Regions from separate parts of the Sus scrofa genome. Here region 1 is linked to region 2. A link is a contact called in public Hi-C data. All regions are on one chromosome and are shown on one strand. Each heading gives the region's core, a stretch centred on a gene start, on an enhancer-like site or on the middle of the called end of the contact. The rest is flanking DNA. Distances are from core to core; before and after follow the strand shown.

Region 1 (7,176 bases), core at 3,158-5,657, 190 kb before region 2:
AAAGACTTAAAGGTCATCAAGTCTAACATCACCATCCCCCTCACCTTCCAATGTTTGAGTCTTCTCTGCAGCCACTCCATCAAGTGGCCATCCAGCTTTTTCTTGAATACTTCCAGTGACAGGGGGCTCATTGCCTTCAGAGTCATCTCATTTTATCTGTCTGTGAAGTTTCCTGTTCTGTTGGGTTGATATCTAAATCCTTACTTAATGAAAGAGACATTTCATCACCAAGGAAAGAAATCAAGTCAAATTGGCCAGCAGGAAGAAACTCTGGGAATCCTATGCTTCATTAGAAGTAGAGTTTTGTTCAAATAAAGTGTTAAAATTAAAGCAGTATATATCTGAGTGGGGCCAATTGGCATAAACTCATCACAGCATATGGTGTGCTTCCTTTTATATGCATGTTTAGCAGCTAGTGGGTACCAAACCTCACACAGCTCCCAATCGCTAGCACTAATGAAGGATCTGTTTGCTTTGGGGGATAAAGATGGTATCACTGATTCACAGTTGTTTTTCCAGGAGTGATGAACAGATTTCACTTCCTCATCTACACTCTCTTGCTTGGTCCTTTCTTATCCCTAATACCCCTGCCCTACTTCAGACCTCATTGTCTCTCAAGGATCATTCAATTATCTCTCAATGGACTCCCTGCCTCAGTTCCAGCCATCTCTTGTCTAAGATTCCACTGCCGGAGAAATCTTCGTCAAACAGAGATTTTCCATATCACTTCCAGCTTGAAATATTTCAGTGGCTCCTATTAGCTCCAGCATGGAGTCCGGGCTTCTTGGCATGTAAGAGGCGCAAGGCAGCCTAGCAGGTTACTTGTGGCTATGAATAAGGCAAAGCCAAATTTCTCTCATTCAGGGACAGTTGAGCCCCCAAAGTAGCATAAGAACTTCTGGAACAATAGTTTACATTTATATAGCTTTATGATCGTCACAGTCTATTCACTGACAAAAATTAATTTCATCTCTAGTTAACAGAGATTCTCTCAATATTACGCCTACTAGTGCTACTACTATTGATAACAATATGAAGTGGTTTCATAGCACTTTCCGTGTGCAGGTTCTGTTTCTATGCACTTCGTTATTTCATTTAATCCTCATAACAAGGAATTACATGACCCCAAGAGTGAGCAATTCCTTAAGTTTTGTGCCCTGCTTCCTCCCCTTCCTTACCCTAACCCCAGCAGGACTTGGGTGTCAGTAACACAAGGAGGAGGGTTTGGGGGCACCCAGTGTGGGGAGTCTCAGGCAGAAAGTCTGGTCCTAGCAGAGTCCAGCCTCACTGCTGGTGCTAGTATCAGCCAGCCTGGAGTTTTGTCGTCAGGGTCGGAAAAGCAGGAGACCATGGCTACAGTGGGCAGCACGGTGGAGAGCCGGACCATGGGGCTGGGAGCCAGGCTCCTATGTGTATGGCCACTGGTGGGAGCCCCATGCAGTGTTTCATTTCTGGACCTCAGTTTCCTCCTCTACACAATCAGCGTTGAGATCCCTGTCTCCCCAGGTTCAGTGTGATGATGGCAGTGACATTTTCTGATGGACAGTAAAGTACGGACACAGCAGGAGTTGGGGAGAGACTAGCCAAGTGGGTATGAGGGGCCTGGAGTCAAGCTCATCCCCACGCAACTTCCCCTTTCTGGGGAAGATTTCGTATCTCATTAAGGAGGATGAAACAACTCCGCTTGATGATGGTGGCTGTCCTTCATGTCCACAATGAGGAGATTTGCTCCCATCCTACCAGCCAAGCCCACAGGCAGCCAGAAGCCAGAAAGAGCATGGCCTTCAAATCAGTCACGGCTCTGCCCTCATGATGAACACCTCTTCCAACTCAGTCACAGGGAAATGTCTCTTTCTGTACAAATCTGAGCTGTGTCCCCGCCAGCCTACCCCATCACCCACACTTCCCTTGGGTCTTGAAACATGCCACTTCCTCAAGACTCAGAGGCCCACCTTAGGAAGTGTGTGATCCATGTTGATAGCTAGCTAGGAGGCTAATTGAAAATATTTTGGAGTTTGCATGTTAGCTCTGTCAAATCAAGTAAAAAATCATTCTTATCTACCACAACCAGCAGTTATGCAAATCTGCCAATGGCATTAATTAAAGGACTTCCTTACTTCTCAGAGCATTTATCATAAATAAGAAACAGGAACATTCAAGGGCCTATTTCATTCTTTCCAGCAGCCAGAGCCCCATCTGAATTAATGTCATATGTGGGGAGTCTGCCCTGGAGGCTGGGGGCGGGGATTGGATTCCTGGTGGGCAGATACTCGAGTTCCGAATTTGTGCAGCACTGTATGTTTACCAGGTGTCAGCTTAGGTGGGACAGGCCATCCCCCAAGTGAATCTTTACACGTCTCACATCGTCACGTGAGATGTCCAGCCTCATCCTGACCGTTGTGATGGGCAGAGTGGATGCTGTCTGCAGAACAGTTTTACATCCATGCATCTACTATCCTTTGTGATCTTCACAACAGCTTTGTGATGTTTGTTATTATCCTTGTATTGCAGATGAGAACATTTGGACAGGGGCAACCAAAAAATTTTTTAAAATATTTTAGGCTGTAAGGTCTCTATTATGATTCTAAGCTCTGCCACTGTAGCACGAATGCAGAGATAGACACCGAACAAATAAAAGTACGTGGCTGTGTCCGAACAAAACTTTATTTACAGAAACAGGTGGTGGGCCTTGGTTTGCTGACCTCTGCTATAAAGCACTCAGATCGTAGTAGGGAAAAGATACCTTTGGTAAATAGAAAATCTTAATGAGAGGATTTGTTTTAATCTCAATAAACATTACTGAGCATCTGCTGTATGTCTAGCACTGTGAGGGAGACCTAGGTAAATCATAGATAAGTCAAGGAGCACATGTTATGGTGGGGAAATATTTATATGAATTCACGTCACTGTCTTGAAATGCCCATTAGAAGAGGCAGATGGGACTCAGAATTCAGAATCTGGAACATCAGGGAGCTTTCTGAAGGAGGTTACATGTTAGCTGGGCTTTGAACAACTAGGCTGGAACATAAAGCCTTGTCCATGGGAGTGTACTTGGTGGAGGGTCAGTAGGGTCTTGCTTCCCCTCATTCTTCTCCTCCCACCAATAGAGACCAAGTATGTTCACAGTCAGTGCCCAAATGAGGGCCCTTGTAGAACAGGTACGGTGGTGAAAGACCACTCAGGATAGTGATCAAGGCATTTTATATGGCAAGAGCAGATCCAATTTAGGCCATGCAGGAGCCAGCTGGACTGAGACAGGTAGTTACAGGCAGCAAAGAAAGAGAAGTTGGGGTGAAGGGTGTCTCATGGCACTGAGTCACAGGGAGGGGGCTGCAGCTGTGTGGAACCTTAGGTTGCAAGTCATAATGCTGTGGCTACAACCCCTGACTCTGGGTTCTGGGCCTGGGGAGTTCCCACACCAACCACAATAAGGATGACCTCACTTTGGGCTAGTGCCTGTGGTGCTTTAAATCACAAGGCACCTTCACAACCATCTCTTTATCTCTTTATCTTTGCAACAAATCCTATGCTATAACCCCCATTTTACAGGTAGAGAAACTGAGGCTCAGAATAATGTACTGCTGTGCCTAAGAATTTGAAGCTAGATCTTTGTAACCTGGAAACTAATGCTTTTCTCCCTGTTCTCTACTGTTCCATAGTACATGTACCAAGTGTTAGTGATAGAAGAGTAAGAGGTTAAGAAAATATAGGTCAAAATCCAAATCAGGAGGTCCTGTCGTGGCGCAGTGGTTAACGAATCTGACTAGGAACCAGGAGGTTGCGGGTTTGATCCCTGCCCTTGCTCAGTGGGTTAAGGATCCGGCGTTACCGTGAGCTGTGATGTAGGTTGCAGACGAGGCTCAGATCCTGCATTGCTGTGGCTCTGGCATAGGCCGGCAGCTACAGCTCCAATTGGACCCCTAGCCTGGGAACCTCCATATGCCGCAGGAGCGGCCCAAGAAATAGAAAACAGACAAAAAAAAAAAAAAAATCCAAATGAAGAAAGGCCAATCTAGTGGACATAGGGCTCAAAAGAGTGCCATGGTAGGGAGACAAACTCCCACTGATCAGAAGCTCTGGGTACCCCTGAAACATGCTTTTATTCTTGCCCAGTTGATGGCAAGGACAGAATGATTCAGCTCCAGACTCTCCTGACACTCTCAGAGCACATCCCCACCCAGTGGCTGCCAGCTGGGAGGCCTGGGGGTGCTTTTCGGCTCTGCCCCCTTTGCTTCCTTGCTTTATTCTCAGCCTGCGCTCTCTGGCTTCTAGCTCTTTCCAACCAGCACCTTTGGATTAATTATTTCTTTGGGCAGTTTTTCAAGGATTTGACATCCACAGCCAGGCCTCAGTGTCTATCCAGAGGACTGCATGCCTAGGCCTCACAATCATGCTGAGCCCCCGATGTCTATTTTTAACCTCCTCTCTAATTGGGGTCATGCACACAGTCTCAGTGAGACACTGCCAAACCTAGGAGAAGACTCTCGTCATACAAGAGAAAATTGTGTTTCTTTATGAGAACAGAGCCCTGACGATATAATAAATAAATTGATAATTTCTATGACTTCCTTTGAAGACTAAACAAACATACTCAGCATTGTACATGTGGTTTAAGCCATGATTTTTAAAAAGCAAATATTTAAGAGATACCACGGTTTATTTGGCTCTGTTTTTGCATTTCTTCTTTTTATTTAAATCACCAAAAGCTTCAAACATAGACATGGCCAGGAATTTTCTTGACCCCGAGGAGCCCTGGTATTCCAACACCCCAGTTTCCCGAGGCTAGGAATTGGATGGAGAAGTCTTCCCCTTGCCTTCTGTCCAGATCTTGGTTAACAGAACAGCTCTCAGTTCAGTCTCCCAAGTTAGAGCCCCCTCTTCAGTGGGTGCTTCTGCCCACACTACCGCTGCCTTCATCTGGTCTTCTTCACTTTCTCTTGGACTGTTACTTAAACATTCTGGAACGTGATCTTTCTGTTACCAGTTTCTTCCCAAGCACTCCATTTTCCACACTGCTCTTAGAATGATCTCTATAAAAAGCAAATCTAATCATGGCTAGAAAACCTCAGTACCTTGGTTTTACTCCCAGCTTAGTTGGGGTGGGGGTTTCTATGCTGCTTTCGTCACCCATGGTGACTTCTTTCACATCAGAACATGGCCTGGGGCGGGGAGGGACAGGGTGGTGCAAGACACAGCAGCCACCCCCAGTCCCAGAGAAGAGAAGCAACTAACCTGATCCCATCCCCATGTTCCCCTCCCCAGCCTGCCCCGCCAGCCTTCACCAGACCTCCACAATGGACAGTGGTGACATTCGACAAGGTTCTGTCCCAGATCTGAGAAGGGACAAATAGTATCAGACACGAAATCTGGATACCGATCCCTTGTTCTTTTATGTCACACAAGGGGGCCTTAGGTCCTCCTGGAAGATGTCTCCCTTCTGATGATGGATTCCCATCTCTGTGGGGTATCCTTCCCCACGGAATTTCTTCTTCAGCTCTGCAGTGTGGGGTCCTCACTGCAGTCTTCTGCCCAAGAGTCTATTCTGTCTCTCTTTCTGATCCTCTAAATGTGAGTGACACCTCAGGTTTCAGTGAGTCCCACAGCAAGACACGGGGGTGGCTCTGATCCCCTGGGTGACGATGAGTCCATAGTTCCAGCTCAGATTATCTCCACTGAGAGCAGTGGCTAATTTCTTTGCATGGTTACATGAGGCAGATATGCCTCATCCAGGCAGCGGAGGGTTTTTGGTCTGTTTTTAAAATGAGTCAACCGCATTGGAAGTCCTGCAAAGGAAAGGATTTTCCCTTCCATTAGCATATTTTGGCCTTGTCTCTTTAGGAACATAGGTGTCCTCACTATTATGTCTGGTTTCAACTAACAAGCCTGGCTTTCCTTGTAAAGAAGCCAGGCTAGCTCTAAGTGGCTGCTTTCTTTGCTACCAGGAAAGGCGAGCATGGTTCCAATACACATCTGATAGAAGGAGGTCACAAAGTGGTTCAGCAAAGCATCCTGAACTCCTGCTGTGATGAACTTCTGTCTATCTGCATTAGGTTCCTAGGGCCGCTGAGACAAATTACCACAGACTTGGTGTCTTAAAACAACAAAAATATACTCTCTTGTAGTGTTAGAAGCCAAAAGTCTGAAATCAAGGTTGGCAGGCCCACGCTTGCTCAGAAGGCTCTGGGAGAGAATCCTTCCCGCTTCCATGGCTCCAGGCACACCTTTCTGTGATGGCATCCCTCCCATCTCTGCCTCCATCTTTGTATCTTTCCCCTCAGTTCTGTCTCAAATTTCCCTCTGTCTCTCTCTCATAAGGACACATGTCCTAATAATCCAGGATAATCCACGTCATCTCTAGATTAATTATGCCAGCAAAGACCTCTTTTTCCAGATGAGATCATATTCACAGGTTCCAGATGTTAGGATCATGGACCTATTATTTGGGAGCTCCTGCTCAACCACTGCACTGTTTCAAGGCATACCAAGCAAGTCCTTTCACTGTTGTGTCTTTACATAGGTTTCTCTGCCTTCTATCTTTGATGTCCTTCACTGTTCTGCAAACTCATTTGCACCTTAAAGTAAAAGCTCAGACATCCCTCACACACAAAGCCTTCCCCTCCAGGAGGTACTGGCCCCTGTCACCTGTTCTCTCCTTTAAGACCCTTCAGCACCTGCTCACTTGCCTGCAAGGCATCTACCAGCTCCAGTCTGGGAGATGAAGCCAGTGAGACAGGTGAGTGCCATGCCAGGTAGGGAGTGAATCATCCTACTGAAACCGCTCAGTTCAAGGTCACTGAGGACTTTCATTTTGCTAAATCTGCTGGTCACTTCGCTTCCTTTTTTTTTTTTTTTTTCCACGAAGCTGCCTAGCAACTCTTGACACAGTTAACCAATTGCTCCCTTCTTCTTGATCACTTTCTTTTCCTCTCACCCCGCAGGCCATGATTTCTTAATACCTTTTGCTGGTCCCTCCTCCACTGTTGAACCTCTGGAAATTGGAGTGCTCTAGGACTCTGCTATTCCCTCTTTTTATTCCCTCTTTTTAATCCCTTCTCCCCCAGAATTTCATGGCTGCAAGTAATAGTTACATATGCCAATGACATTTAAATCTATGTTTAGCCTAAACTGTCTGTTTACCTCTGGATTTGTATATCCAGCTATTGACTTGACATTTTC
Region 2 (7,261 bases), core at 1,635-4,134:
GCATATCCGCTTTCTTCCCATTTCCTTTTGCAACCTCCTTTCTGCGTTCACAATGACAGTCCAACCTCTGCCTGTCCTAATTGTCATTCAAGCCTTTTTTCTTTTTAAGGATTTTGAGGAAGAAAACTATTATATCTTCAAAAGGGTCCTGGAAATCAGAAGCATCTGGAGATTTTGAGCTGTTAACACAGAGAAGTGGCAAAAGTACTTTCTAGGACATCCTTAGGAGCCCAAAGGACAGCTAAAGTCAGCATGGCTGGATCTGAACAGATTTCCAAAGCACGGCCATAAGCAGGTGAGGGCTGTAACAAAGGCCTTGATATTTGGAGAGCACCATAGTCTGTCACATGCTTACAACCCCACACTCTCAGTCCTCATAGCAACCCCACGCAATGAGTGGTGTTACCCCTTTTCACAGCTGAGGAAACTGGTCAGAGAGGTAAAGTGACTTGCCCAGTGGCAGACAGCTAAGAGGTGGAGATGAAACTTTAACCCAGTTCTTTTGATTCCAGGCCTTTCATCTGAGGATTGTATCTGTGTGGTCCTCATACCTGTACCAAAGGCCAATGTCGGGGTCAGTGAAAAATAGCAGAGGAGCCTGGAAAAAGGAGCATCTGTAAAAGATCAAGAAGTTGCCTTTGTCACCTTGGGTTGCCATAACCAATACCATAGACTGAGTGGCTTAAACAAAAGATGTTTATTTCTTGAAGTTCTGGAGGCTGGCAGTCCAAGATGAGGGTACAAGCATGGTTGGGATCTGATGAGAGCCCTCTTCCTGGTTTGCTATCTTCATGTAGCAGGTAGTGAAAGCAGAGAAAGGAAGCTTTGTTCTGTCTCTTCTTCTAAGGGCAGTAATCCCATCATGTGGGCCCCACCCTCATGACCTAATTACCTCACAAGGGCTCCATCTCCAGATGCCATGCATCAGGGATTAGGCTTTCAACATATGAATCTGAGGGACACAAATATTCAGGCCATAGCAGAAGTAGAGAGCCTTGGAGACTCACTTCATCTGGTGCAATGAACCAAGCACCATGCTAGGCACTGGGGATATGGCATGAACAAGACCACCTAGACCCTGCCCTAAGGGAGTCACAATCCAGTGAGGGAGACCCAAGTTAAAAAAGCAACTCCAACACAGAGTGATAAGTGTTCTGGGAAAGGAACATACAGGCTGTTGGAGCACATGGGAGGGTTCCTCACCCAGACTTGGTACTTGTTCTGTTGATTGATTTTCCAAGTACATGGAACTGACTTAAGATTTGGGGTAGAATTGAAAAAGGAGGTGGTGGCTGTGGGACGAGAGTTTCAGGGATGCTTCCCAGAAGATGCGTACAGCCTTTTAAAGCTAGAGTCTTGAGGAGTGGGTAGGACTTTGATGTGAAAGGATTTGGAGAGGATTTCAGCCTAGGAAAGCGCCTGGTCCCTGGTAGAGGTATGAATGGGAATATGCCCAGTGGACAAAAGCTAATCTCCAGAGTCCTGGTGCAAGGTACCAGGAGACACAGCTGGGAAAGCAGATGGGCAGCAAGTCAGGGCTTCTGAGTCTTTGGCCATGGGGAGCCTTTGCTTTTTGAGTGGGGCAATGACACCATTGGACATGCATCTTGAAAAGGTGGTTTTCAGGGAAGTTTGGATGATATTGGGGAGAAGCTAGAAGGATGGTACCCATGCCAGTGTGTGGGTGAGAGATGATAAGGGCATCAATCCTGAGGCAAGAGCTCAATCAGTGGGGCCGTCACCCTAGATGGCAGAATCCAGAGGGGGCAGAGCCAGAGAGTAAACCCCAATAGTGTATGAGAAAAAGTCGAAGATCCACTTGGTGAAGTGGATCCAAGTGTCAAGCTCAGGGTTAGGGATGAAAAGAAGGAACCAGAGGGCTAGAGCAGGGAAAACAGGGACGCAATGGGAGTGGGGAGGAAGCAAGGGGTGTAAGGGCTCTTGCTAGAAATGGGCCTCAGACCACTAACTCTGTGTGTTCACATGCACCCATGTTTGTGTGTGTGTGTGTGTGTGTGTGTGTGTGTGTGTGGTGTGTGTGGTGAGAGAGAGAGAGAGAGGAGGGGGGAGAGGTTGTCTGTGTGGATATGTGACATATGCAGAAGCATGTGCTGAGCAGGGAGAAGAGATGACCTGGGTTAAATGGTGACAGACCAGGAGGATAATGAGCATCCCCTAAGAGGTTAGATGGCAGACACACAGACAGAAGCACCCACATGGGCCATCACCCCTCAGCCACCTGAATCCAGAGAATGCAGATCAATGAGCTTTCCGCAGAACTGTTCTATTCCCCTTGGTCCTGCCCCAGGATAGCAGCACCCTCAGCCACACCAGCTGTCCAATCTGTCACCCAGCCACCATACCCACTAAGTGATGCGCAAGGCACAGAGAGAAAAACCCAAAGTTGTTTTTTTTTGTTTGGGGTTTTTTTTTTTTTTTAAGATTTGAGTCAAACAGCTTTCTGACACTTCCCACAGGTTTCTAGGGGTTTTGCCCAGCACTCGGGGCTAGGGAAACTGGTTTTTCTCCAGGCTGGTCATTCCAGGGGGTTCCTTTGAAGGCTTCCTGCAGTGTCCAGGAGTAAGCAGCCTCCTGGACAGTGACCATATGCCCTGGTGAGACTCTAGATGAGAATGAGGAGCATTTCAGAGACAATCCTCCCCAGATCCTTTTCAGCTCTGTGATTCCTTCCTTCCTTTCCTCCCCAGCTTGGCTAGAGTTTTCTGCCCAGCAGACTTCTGTGAGAGCATCTTAGAGCAATTCAGCCATCCCACTTCACAGGAGGTGAGCTGACCCCTTGCCGGCCGGTGGGTACTATACCCACAGCCCAGGGCTTTTCTGTCTGCCCTCCCTCCTCTCCTGCTGCTGACGCACTCGTCCTATAATAAGCCTCTGTTACTTGGAGCTGGGGCAGCTCGTAGTAAGCTGAAACCGCTACTATATTTACACTCTTTCCACATTTAGACAAAAGCTATTTTTAACAGAAGGTCTATTTGTGGGGGTTGCCCACGTCACACTCCGTTCACATGCATCTCACCATCCTGAGTCTATTATTTTGATTTCACACTTGTACCAGGTCTCTTACCTTCCCTCCTTCCTTCCATCATTTTGCTTTCATTTTGTCTTTCCCTCTCCAATTTGCGTCCTTTCGTTTCCTAAGAGGAAATGAGAATGAGAGGTCTTTGGCAGGCTGTGTTATCAGAGTTTTTCTGGGGACACCGGGCGCCATCCACACCGGGCAGAGTGGGCAGGGGGCGCTAGGCCTGTGGTTCGATTTCAGTGCCTGCTGGCAGGGGAAGAGCACAGACCCCCATCCCCACGGGCTTGAGAATGGCCTGTTTACTTTAGGCAGGATGCTGGGACAGTTGCAGCCTGGCCTTCCTTCTCCATGGCATTCCAGCTCTGTGCGAGCGTATGTATGTGCTTTTTGGGGGGAGAAGGATGAGCAAGATCAGAAGAAGATAAGCAATGGGTTCATTGTTCATGCAGAGCCTTTTTTTTTTTTTTTCTAGCTTAAAAGTTAATCGTGTCAGACTTCTCTAAGAAGACAGAGTTTTGTATATTTTGAAGAAAGAGGGTTTCATACTTTCTAGGAGAATGATCCACTTACAGGAAGAGGAGGGAAAATCAGTGGAATTAACACATATTAAGTGCCCGCTGTGGTCAAGCACTGTGCAAGCACCGTGGAAACCCGGACCCTGACAATGATGCTGGAGGGGGGGGTCCTGCCACACCCAGCTTACAAGGGAGGAGATTCAGGCCCAGAGAGTCGTGACTGGCTGGCCTAGATTCACCTAGCTTGTCACTGGCTCTGCTGGGACTGAAATCTTGTGTCTGGCTACAAAATGCATGCTAGCGCCAATTCTCACATCTTCCCTACTACTTCCTTCTCACCTCTCAAAACAAAATACAATCTTTATTAATGCTGTTTTTATTATTTTCTTTCTCTGGCTCTGCTCCCCTCCTGACCCCCCACCCCAACTAGAAGAGACCTTTCCCACCTTGGAACCCTTGGCCTTGCTTGTTTCTTTAGATTCTGAGCAGTGACTAATCTGAGACACAGTCACATTGGAATCTAAAAAGAACACTACATGGAGTTCCCATTGTGGCCCTGCAGGTTAAGAACCCAACAAAGTATCTGTGAGGATGCAGGTTTGATCCCTGCCTCAGTGGGTTAAGGATTCAGCATTGACGCGAGCTGCAGAGTAGGTTGCAGATGTGGCGCAGGTAACACATTGCTGTGGCTAAAGCGCGGTTCCACCCCTAGCCTGGGAACTTCCATATGCCACAGGTGCAGCCTTGAAAGAGGAAAAAAACAAAAAACAAAAATCAAAACCCATGTTGTCAAATCCAAATTTATTTCTACCAACAATCAATTTGGTTGTGGCTTCAGAATGAAATATTTTTATTGTATTTCTAAGAGCAAAGCATGCTGAGATTTGCATTCACGTGAGACTGCAGCAGAAACAAAATACAGGGCCAGTTGTAGGACACCCTCTCCTCCTTAGCCCAGCTGTGGGTGGGTGGGTGTCTGTGGGTGTCAGAAATCTCATGGAAACCAAATGCTCCCTGGGTCCCCATCATCAGGACTTTTAAATTGCTCACTCTGGCTCAGACATTTCCTGGAGACTCTGATAAGAGATGGTTGTCTATTTGGTGTCCTAGAGTCAGGAGCCAGGAACCTTGTGGCAAGTAGGGCAAGATACATTGCTTTTATATAATTTGATTTCTTCTTCCTTAAAATGGAGATACTAACGCCGTTTGCCCACTCACCCACTTCACAATTTGCTAGGAAGTTTAAATCAGAGAATTTATGTAACTATGCTGTTGTGAAAGCTGGCAAATGCTTTGAGAATGTTGCTAGTGCTGATGTGTTTGCCATTAGTAAAAATGGGAAGGAGGATTCAGCAAGGCCAAGTGAAATGTTTAAGGTCACACAGCACGTAAGTTGTTGGAATAAGGACTTAATAGCCCTGTTTCACTCTGCAAATGGCTGAAAAGAAATCCCAGTGCCACTGGAAGGCTCAGATGCTGAGCTCTACAATGCTGGGCCAAGTTCAGCCCAGAAATGGGGACACTGATCTGGGATGGGTCCCATTGCTCTCCCCGGCTGACCCTCTCTGCATCTTTGTCCCAGAAGCTTCTCAGGCTTCTCAGCAGTGTGGGTGTCCTGCCTCAGCCAGAGCTGAAATCCCAGAGCAGGGACAGAGAAGCCAGTGTCATGGGGCTTCTGGTTTCAGGATATACTGGAAAGGTGAGAAGGAAGCTTGTCTTCCCATGGATCTGGGCCAGGGCCGGGTGGCAGGGCCTCCCCTGCCAGAAGCTGGGACGTTCCCCAGGTGCCTGGGCATCCCCAGGTCAGCAGAGCTGCCAGCACTTTCCAAAGCATTAGCTTGGGTCAGAAAATAAGTCCTTCAGCCCTTTGTATGGACCAGATGCTTTGTGCTTCAGACAAAACCTGCCCCAGAATCTACAGTCTTGGCAAGCACTTATGTTCCCTCAGTTTAGGGGCTAGTTTGTGGACTAGAAAGTAAAGCCCCATGCACCTGCTTCTTGGAGGATTTGATGAGACCTCTTTATATGCTGTACCTCCACACCTCAACCTCCATGACTTTGACCTTTATGTCGCTGCAGCTTCCCCCCACCCCAACTACCACCTTGCCTCCCCACCCCCAACCCTTGCCAAAATCCCACCCGTTTTTGAGGCCTGGTACAGGTATTACTCCCTCTGTGAAATCTGTTCTGTCCTCCTCCCAGTTGGGAATAATGATGAAAGCCCCTTCTCTGGGCTCTCACAGAATTTTGTGAGCATGGTAGTACATTCCAGCTGGTTTGCACTGGAATTTCCTGAACACCCAGCCTAGAACAGAGTAGCTGCCCTGTTGGTCTGTGGGACTCAAGTCAGGCTTAGTTTTCATCCTTTCTCTTGAAGGGTAGAGCAGAGCCCTGGGCTGGAGGCCTGTAGATGGTTGAGTAGACACTGTGGTATCTACCCTGTTCCCCTTTTCAGGGCCTGTGCATCCCCACACACACCCCGGATGCTCTGAGTGTGACCTGCTTGCCTTTTCCTGACTCACAGCTACCGTCTTTCTTGGGAGAGCTGCCCTCAGGAAACAGGAGTTGCCTCTCCAGTAGGTTACCCACCCTGCCTCAACAACCACCAGCACAGGGCTGACTAAGTGACACAGGGATCTGAAAGGTTGGTGCCTGCCTCTGTAGGGGACACTGTGGCCTAGCGCTTTAGGCTCCAGAGTGCCAGTCCCACTTCCAACCTCCTCTTCAAGGACTAGGCCAAGGCCACTGTTTACCTGAGACCATAGCTTAGAGCTCTGAAAGTCTCATATCCTAGTCCAATCCCTCAGTTTAGGGCAAACAAAGCTGATTGGTTGGCCTAGACTGGGGTGCCGGATTTAGGAAACAAAAATACAGGATTTCCAGTTAAATTCGCATTTCAGATCAACAAAGCGCACATTTTTGGTATAATTACGTCCGATGCAATATTTAGAGCTCCTTGTAGTAAAAAATTGCTCACTGTTTATCTAAAATTCAAATTTAACTGGACACTCTGTATTTTACCTGGTAGCCCCACCCTCAACCAGATCTGTGCTTGTTCCTTTCTCCTCCATATCCTGCTTCTCTATCTCCCTCCCTTGCAGGTTTTTCCCTCTATAAACCAGGGGACCTAACACCCTTTCTCAGCCTCGGCTCCTAAGGAACCTGACCTAAGACTGTCATTGCTCCTTGGGCATCTGCAGTGGCCTGGAAAGGCCCTCCATTCCCCCTGCACTTTGCAGAACACATCTCTTTAGCCCAGTCTGTTGTCACTGGATGGGCAGAGCAGGCCTGAGGAGAGTCTCTGAGTAACCCTGGTGGATGCCGCTACCTCTGACTACCTTCATACAGGACTGGCTTCCTGGAAAACTCAGGAAGACAGGGCATCCAGAAGTCCTTGTGACCACAGGACTTTAAGGAGATGTCTTTAATCCATCCATGACAGAGACAGGGTTGGTGACTTAATAGCTGAGCCTAGATTTTATACTCTGGAACATGAAAACCAGATGAAATGACATCAGAGCATGTTCTAGCTGTGACCTAGTGAGATTTGGAGTTTTCATAAGCCTGACCTTTGTGTTTAATTTATAAAGTAGTGAGCTTCCTATCATTCGGAGGGAGGGGAGGCATTTATCTACCTGCCTATGGCAGATAATTTACATCCATCATCCCCTTTAATCAAACACTGGGGTGTTCAGCAGAGGCAGGA

Evidence for each region. Hi-C and Micro-C count contacts between places; a contact is called where the count stands out from the background.
Region 1: a Hi-C map of fetal heart ventricle shows a contact between it and region 2, with 2.2 times the contacts expected there. The contact joins two enhancer-like sites. A contact is called at or near these places in 2 of 47 Hi-C or Micro-C datasets (fetal heart ventricle and skeletal muscle) and 1 of 2 datasets of contacts at active chromatin or transcription factors (skeletal muscle).

The regions. Positions count from the first base shown.
Region 1 is chr1:241,316,707-241,323,882 of Sscrofa11.1, reverse strand. The region is part of intron 3 of LOC106509214 (a long non-coding RNA gene); the gene reads left to right. Among named protein-coding and RNA genes, the nearest start is that of NR4A3, 250 kb to the left of the region's middle. Within about 2 kb of position 4,407, at least 2 of the 83 cell types and tissues checked have an H3K27ac peak or open chromatin away from gene starts, as enhancers often do.
Region 2 is chr1:241,125,899-241,133,159 of Sscrofa11.1, reverse strand. No RefSeq gene overlaps it. Among named protein-coding and RNA genes, the nearest start is that of SEC61B, 140 kb to the right of the region's middle. Within about 2 kb of position 2,884, at least 22 of the 83 cell types and tissues checked have an H3K27ac peak or open chromatin away from gene starts, as enhancers often do.